2 separate regions of the Mus musculus genome follow, and region 2 is linked to region 1. Evidence: chromatin contacts called from public Hi-C data. All regions are on one chromosome and are shown on one strand. Each heading gives the region's core, a stretch centred on a gene start, on an enhancer-like site or on the middle of the called end of the contact. The rest is flanking DNA. Distances are from core to core; before and after follow the strand shown. Region 1 overlaps Gm39242 (a long non-coding RNA gene). Region 2 overlaps Zfhx3 (zinc finger homeobox 3).

The links. Hi-C and Micro-C count contacts between places; a contact is called where the count stands out from the background.
Region 2: a Hi-C map of the N1E-115 cell line shows a contact between it and region 1, with 2.9 times the contacts expected there. The contact joins two enhancer-like sites. A contact is called at or near these places in 1 of 15 datasets of contacts at CTCF or cohesin (stem cell-derived epiblast-like cells), 6 of 484 Hi-C or Micro-C datasets (the N1E-115 cell line, cerebellum, cortical neurons and 3 more), 6 of 115 datasets of contacts at active chromatin or transcription factors (astrocytes, differentiating embryonic stem cells, embryonic forebrain and 3 more) and 1 of 9 other capture datasets (embryonic stem cells).

What each region holds. Positions count from the first base shown.
Region 1 is chr8:107,823,462-107,826,506 of GRCm38.p6, forward strand. All of the region lies in intron 2 of Gm39242 (a long non-coding RNA gene), which reads right to left. Among named protein-coding and RNA genes, the nearest start is that of Gm39242, 9.4 kb to the right of the region's middle. Within about 2 kb of position 1,305, at least 43 of the 459 cell types and tissues checked have an H3K27ac peak or open chromatin away from gene starts, as enhancers often do. A contact at or near this core is called in the N1E-115 cell line and astrocytes, where this site is marked.
Region 2 is chr8:108,895,147-108,898,056 of GRCm38.p6, forward strand. The region is part of intron 4 of Zfhx3 (zinc finger homeobox 3); the gene reads left to right. Among named protein-coding and RNA genes, the nearest start is that of Mir3108, 40 kb to the right of the region's middle. Within about 2 kb of position 1,500, at least 138 of the 459 cell types and tissues checked have an H3K27ac peak or open chromatin away from gene starts, as enhancers often do. A contact at or near this core is called in the N1E-115 cell line and astrocytes, where this site is marked.

The DNA.
Region 1 (3,045 bases), core at 55-2,554:
CCTGACGTTTCTTGTCAGTGCTCTCCCTCATAGCTACAAAAAAAAAAACAAAAACAAAAAACAAAAAACAAAAAACAAAAAAAAAACAAAAAACAAAAAAACAAAAAAACAAAACAAAACCAAAACCCGAAAAAATCTTTCTTCTTAATCCAAACCAAGTGGAGCAATCATGTCTGTCTCCTTTCTTCCTTTCTTTCTTTCTTTCCTTCTTTCTTTCTTTCTTTTCTTTTCTTTCTTTCTTTCTTTCTTTCTTTCTTTCTTTCTTTCTTTCTTTCTTTCTTCTTTCTTTTAAATAAACTTATTCACTTTGGAAAACAAGTGGGGGATAGGGCTAAAGATAACGTAACATGCTCTTTAAATATACATTAACTTTCTTACTACGCTCCTTGGGTGTGGAGACTTGTTATTTTACATGTAGAGGAATTACAAATCATTCTATAGGGACATCAGGGCAGGGAATGCTGTTGCATATTAAGACTGCTGTTTGTGGATCCTTGCGAGGCTTTTCCTTAATGTGATGTAAAGGTTTGTAAGCTGTCATCTCTCTGCTTGTAGGCTGTGTTTTACATAAAATCCTTCAGCTTCATTGACGCCAACCTGGATGTCCTTATCATTGCTATTTACAGTCCTGGGGTAGTAGTGTTAAGCCCGAATGGCATTAATAAAATAATGAACCGCTAGAAATTTGGATGCTCGCAATCACTGGTACCACTCTTTTTTGACACAAATGGCCAGCCTTTCTGGAAATTTGTTTTGCTAAACCTTTTCTTCAAATTCTTCTCTTGCCCTTTGACCTTTAACTTCCTTTCCTTTCTTCCGGTGCCCTCGCTGGCTCCTGATGCACATCTTTTAATCTCCTCCCTCTTTTCTTTGCCTCCTTCCTGACTTCATTCTCCCAGTCCCTCACCTCTTCCTTCCCTTTGCCCTCTCCCTCCCCCTTTTTTCTCCGCTTCCCCTTCTCTTCTTGCCTCTCCGTTCTCTCCCCTCCCTCATCCTTTTTGCCCCTCCTCCCCCCTTTTTCTTCCCTTTCTCCTTCTCTTTTTTTGCTTCCTCCTTTTGGTCCCCCCCCCCTTTCTCTTGCCCCCCTGTTCCCTTTCTCTCTTTGTCATTTCTCTGTGTGAGACGCATTCTTCACAATACTCCATCTTCACTGCTCTGTAGTTAACTCTGGGATGATGGTGTGGAAATTGACCATTGCCTAGCAATCCCGTGTGCGGCTTCTGCCAGCGAACCTGCTCGGCCCAGTCACCCCCTTCCTAAGCTCCACAGCGCGCTCTGCCTTCCTCAGCCAGCGAGCAAGCACTTCCCAGCTCCCACTGTTTGTCGCAGTCCACCTCGACACTCCCGCATCTTCCCGGATGCTTCCTAGGGATCCTTTTGAAATTGTTGCTAGCCTTTTGTTCCAGGCGCGCTCTGAGCTCCTGGGTCAGGCAGCTCGCAGCCTCCCTGGGGCAGTGCTATGATGAATTTTGGCATGGCCAGGCTGTTTAACAACTCCATTGCAGAAGTGCCAGCTTCCTCCAAGACTGAAAGGAGCTGTGATGAGTTTTTCTTTTTTTACCCCCAAAGGCTCCACCAGGTTCCAAAAATACCAAAGATTCCCGCAGATCTCTAAATTATGTGGCAATTTTTTAGAGCCACACCTACCCACTAAAAGTGAATTTTTCTGTTGCAGGAAACACAGCTCCTCTGTGATCTTATTAGTCGAGGGCCGGGATGCTCCTGAGACACATGTTGTTGTAGTCAGTGATTTGTTATTTCAGATTTCAGGTCCTGTCCTTCTTCCCTCGTGAGTGATTATCAATCGCGTGTTTTTGCCTTTTTACAAGTCATAATTGCTATGAAAGATTCTGCCAATTAGTTTAATGTTTGTCTTTTCAGAAACGTTTAGAAGGTGTCCATACTGAGTATACATATTTTAAAAAAATTTTTTTTACTTTAGATTATTTGTGTGGGCGTTTTGCCTGCTTGTCCGTAAGTATACTACATCTGTACCTAGTGTCCTTAGAGACCAGAGAGAGGTTCCCTAGTGCTACAGTTACAGGCAGTGTGAGCTACCAAGTTGGGTGCTGGGAACTGAACCCAGACTCTCTGCAAGAGCAGTAAGTTCTCTTTACCATGGAGTTGTGCCTTTAGCCTCCATGATTCTCTTTTTTTGAGGGTTGAACCAGTTATTTTAGAACCAGTCTGTTTCTGCTTGCATGTGAAAAATTATTTAAATTAGGGTATGTGGCCATCCATTCATATCTGTGGCTTCTGTATTCGTGGGCTTCAACAGCATACAAAAAAATTAGGGAAAGAGTTGTATCTGCTATAGGCAGGTATAGACTGTTCTTGTCATAATTTTTGAAACAGTGCACTGCAGGATCTGTTCACACAGCAATCTACACATGAGTTAAATATACAGGGGGGTGGGCTGAGGGGGAACCTCGGTCTAAGGTAGAGAGCATATGTATGTATTGCCATTTTTGTTTACTTTTCCTCCCTCCCTCCCTCCCTGCTTCCCTCCCTCCCTTTCCCTTTTTTCCTTTTTTCTTTTTTTCCCTTTTTCCCCCTTTCCCCCTTTCCCCCCTTTTCCCTTTCCCTTTTCCTTTTCCTTCCTTCCTTTCTCTCTTTCTCTCTTTGTTCCTTTCTCTCTCCCTCTCTCTCTTAGACATAGTTTCTCTATGTAGCCCAGGCTGGCCTAGAATTCACAATGTAACTCAGAATGGCCTCCAACTCCCTGTTTTTCTCCTGCCTCAGCCTCCCAGTGCTGAGATTACAGGTCCTACTTATTTTGCTATTTAGAAGTTTATTTTTATAGTGCGTGTGCATGTGTGCATGTATGTGTGTGTGGGAGTATGTATATGTGTGTATATGTGTATGTGTGTGTGCATGTGTGTGTATGTGTGTATATGTATATATTTGTATGCATGTGCATGTGAGTATGTATGTGTGTACATGTGTATATCTGTATGCATATATGTATGTGTGTATGTATGTGTACATGTATGTGTGCATGCATGTATGTGTATGTATGTGTGTGTGCCTGTGTGTGTGTATGTG
Region 2 (2,910 bases), core at 250-2,749, 1.1 Mb after region 1:
AGTTCCGCTTCTGCATGTAGGTTAGCTGATCATGTGATGCCAATGGGCAGTGGTTGTTGCTGATGTGGTAGTCTTTTTGTATGCAGGAGCTCAGATTGAAAGATGTGTGTGATACTATTTTCAACTCATGCCTGTAATTGCTGGGTATTAGTGCGCGTGTCCACGGTGCACAGAACAGCTGGTGTGACTGCTCCGAAGAGGCCAGTGGCTTGAGACAGTGCCCTAGATTGTCCCAAGAGCTGATGGCTGGAGTAGGTGTTTTCATGCTGGTCCCATGGTTGCGTGCGAGCATGGCCAGGTTCCAGCCTGGGGATCAGACTGTTGTGTTGGCCCCTTCTGCAGACACATCTGACTTTTCCAGTCCTTCTGTTTCCTGCCCCAGTCCCTCCACTATCTCCCTCCAGCTCATAGCCGCCCCCCCCCCCCACACACACACACAACAAAACCATTCTGTCATCCCTAAAATATAGAAGGATGGTTTTCAAATGCAAGAGCAGGGGAAAGAAAAGGACATTTGTTTTCTGTTAGATGAACCCTGAATAGCACCCAGACCAGCTGGGCTTTGGTAGACAGCTCAAGTCCAGGCATGCTGGACATGGCTCTGTCTCCTGTCCCTGAGCAACTCGGAAACCGAATGGCAGCCGCTGGCCAGGAATTGATTGAATTAATTGATATGCCAATAAGAGAGCTTGTTACATCCACCATTGGTTAGGAGGCCAGCTAACAAGTCTCCTGATCAATGGCACCAATAAAGATTTCATCCATTAATGAGCAACATGGTAATTAATGTTATCCATAAACCAATTAGCCTAGCTAGCTAACGCGCAGAGATTAGCCCAATGCATGGCATCACAGAAAGCGGGCAGATAACTAACTACCCATGTGGCATGGTTTGGGTCTTCAGGAAGCTCCACGGAAGAGATCCTAGCCCTCTGCAGAGTGTTCTAGGTGGAGAAAGGAAACATCTCTGATCCTGGCAGAGAGAAAAGGCTGCCAGCTTGCTGAGCCCCAACACTGGAGTGCAGCAGAGCCCCACACCTGGAGGCGCAGCTGGATAGATGCGTTTCTCTTCCTACCCTTCCGCTGAACAGCCTTCCTACAGGTCTCCAAAGGGCTGTTAGGGGTGTAATGGAATGACTGAGTCCCCAGGTCACTCTGGTCCCAGCTGGGCATGTTCTCCCTGAGGACACCCCATCTGAAGCTCACAGGCATTCCCCTGCGCTCCTGGAGGGCGGGCCATGGCCTCTTCTGGGAACCATGAGCAAGGTTGGTAAAGTAATTAAGCCCCCCAACCCCCACGTTTCACTAGGAAGAATTTTTTTTTCTTTTTTGCTAAAAGAAAAGAGAAACAGATGATTTGAAGCCGGGGCCCTTTCCCTTCCCCTGGTTTTCTGAAATGACATCAGTGGGGTGATTGCCAAGTATAACCTGGCAGCCTGGCGGCTCTGCCTGACTGCCTGAGATTTCTGGGGACCATGCAGCTCGCCAGCTCCAGCCGTGGCAGCATGCCAAGGTGACGTTCCGTGACTAAGCAGAAACAAGGGAGAGGGAGAGAGGGAGGAAGAAGGTATGTGTGGTTGGGGAGCCGGGGGAGAGAGTGGTCTGGGCAGGGTGTGGCATGGGGAGCCGGGGAGCTGAGGAGGCATGCCCGGGGGCACCAACTCAAGAGGCTGGATGTCAGGGGAGCACACTGGAAGGCCAGGAAGGGTTCCTTGGGCACTGCCTGGGGGTGGTGGTGGCACAGGGCAGCAGCCACGGATCCAGCCTGCGAGATTGCCGAATGAAGGGGTCCTGACTTCACAGGGAACCAAATGAGCCATGCACAGGAGCAGCCCAGAGGGCCTGGCCATAGAAGGAGGTGGCTTAGGGAAGCTTTTAGCAACATCAGGCCCGGGTGGTTCTCTGCAGCGGAGTTCGCTTTGCATTGTTAGGTATTGACCCTCAGAGACCCCTTGTGGATTCCCTAATTGAAAATTAATACTAGATCAATGCCATGAGCAATTTGCATATTGATCATAAACAACTTTGAAGGCACCGAGTGTGCAGTGAATCAATAGGGCCCCTGAATAGGCGGCGGAGGGAGCACCTCCCAGTACAGTACACTCCAAGAAAGGTTAATGCTTTGGGAAGTCCCTAACTGCTCAGTGTGGGGATCAGCCCCCCACACTGCACAGCATCCACAAGAGCAATTAGGGTCAGACCTAAGCAGTCGCCCCTCGACCTCCTCTGCTCCCCATCCCCAAACCCAGAGGTGGGGGCGGCTCTCTGTCTGTGTGATTCAGGGGCTGGACAGAAAGAAGGGTTTTTAGCAGTTTCCTTTTTTGGAGATAGATGAAGCCTTGGGGTGGTTTATTCTGGGAAATGCACTGTAAAAGGAACGAGCCAAGCTAAGGCTCCAGTGATTGTCCTGGCCCCTTCCCCAAACACAGTTTTGGTGAAATGAAATGGGGGGTGGGGTGGGGTGGAGCCTGGCTTTGGCGAGCTGCCTCTTCTGGCTTTTGCTCAATGAGGAAAACCCACACTAGCTTTTCCTTGGACAGAGTTGGCCCAGTCTTTGCTTCCTATTCATTGAGTTTCCACTTTCTGGCCTCTACCCCCCAGGCTCTATCATTTGCCCCCCACCTTGGGGGGGGGCATACCTTCCTGACCCTGCTCTGGCTCTCAGCCTAGTCTTTCTGCCTTTGCTACATCCCTGGCAGGCCTGGAAGGGGCTCCCAAAGGTAGGCACTTTTTACCTGACTCCCACTGCCTCCTCCCCCCTGCCTGGCCTGTCTCCAGTCCCTCTCCTCTCTTGGCGAGCGGAACAGCAAGTTGGCCAGCCCTGGTGAGAGCCACACACAGCTCTGTGCTTTTCTACCAAACCTGGCTGTCCAGCCATATCCCTGAGACAGGGAAGAGGGAGGCCTATGG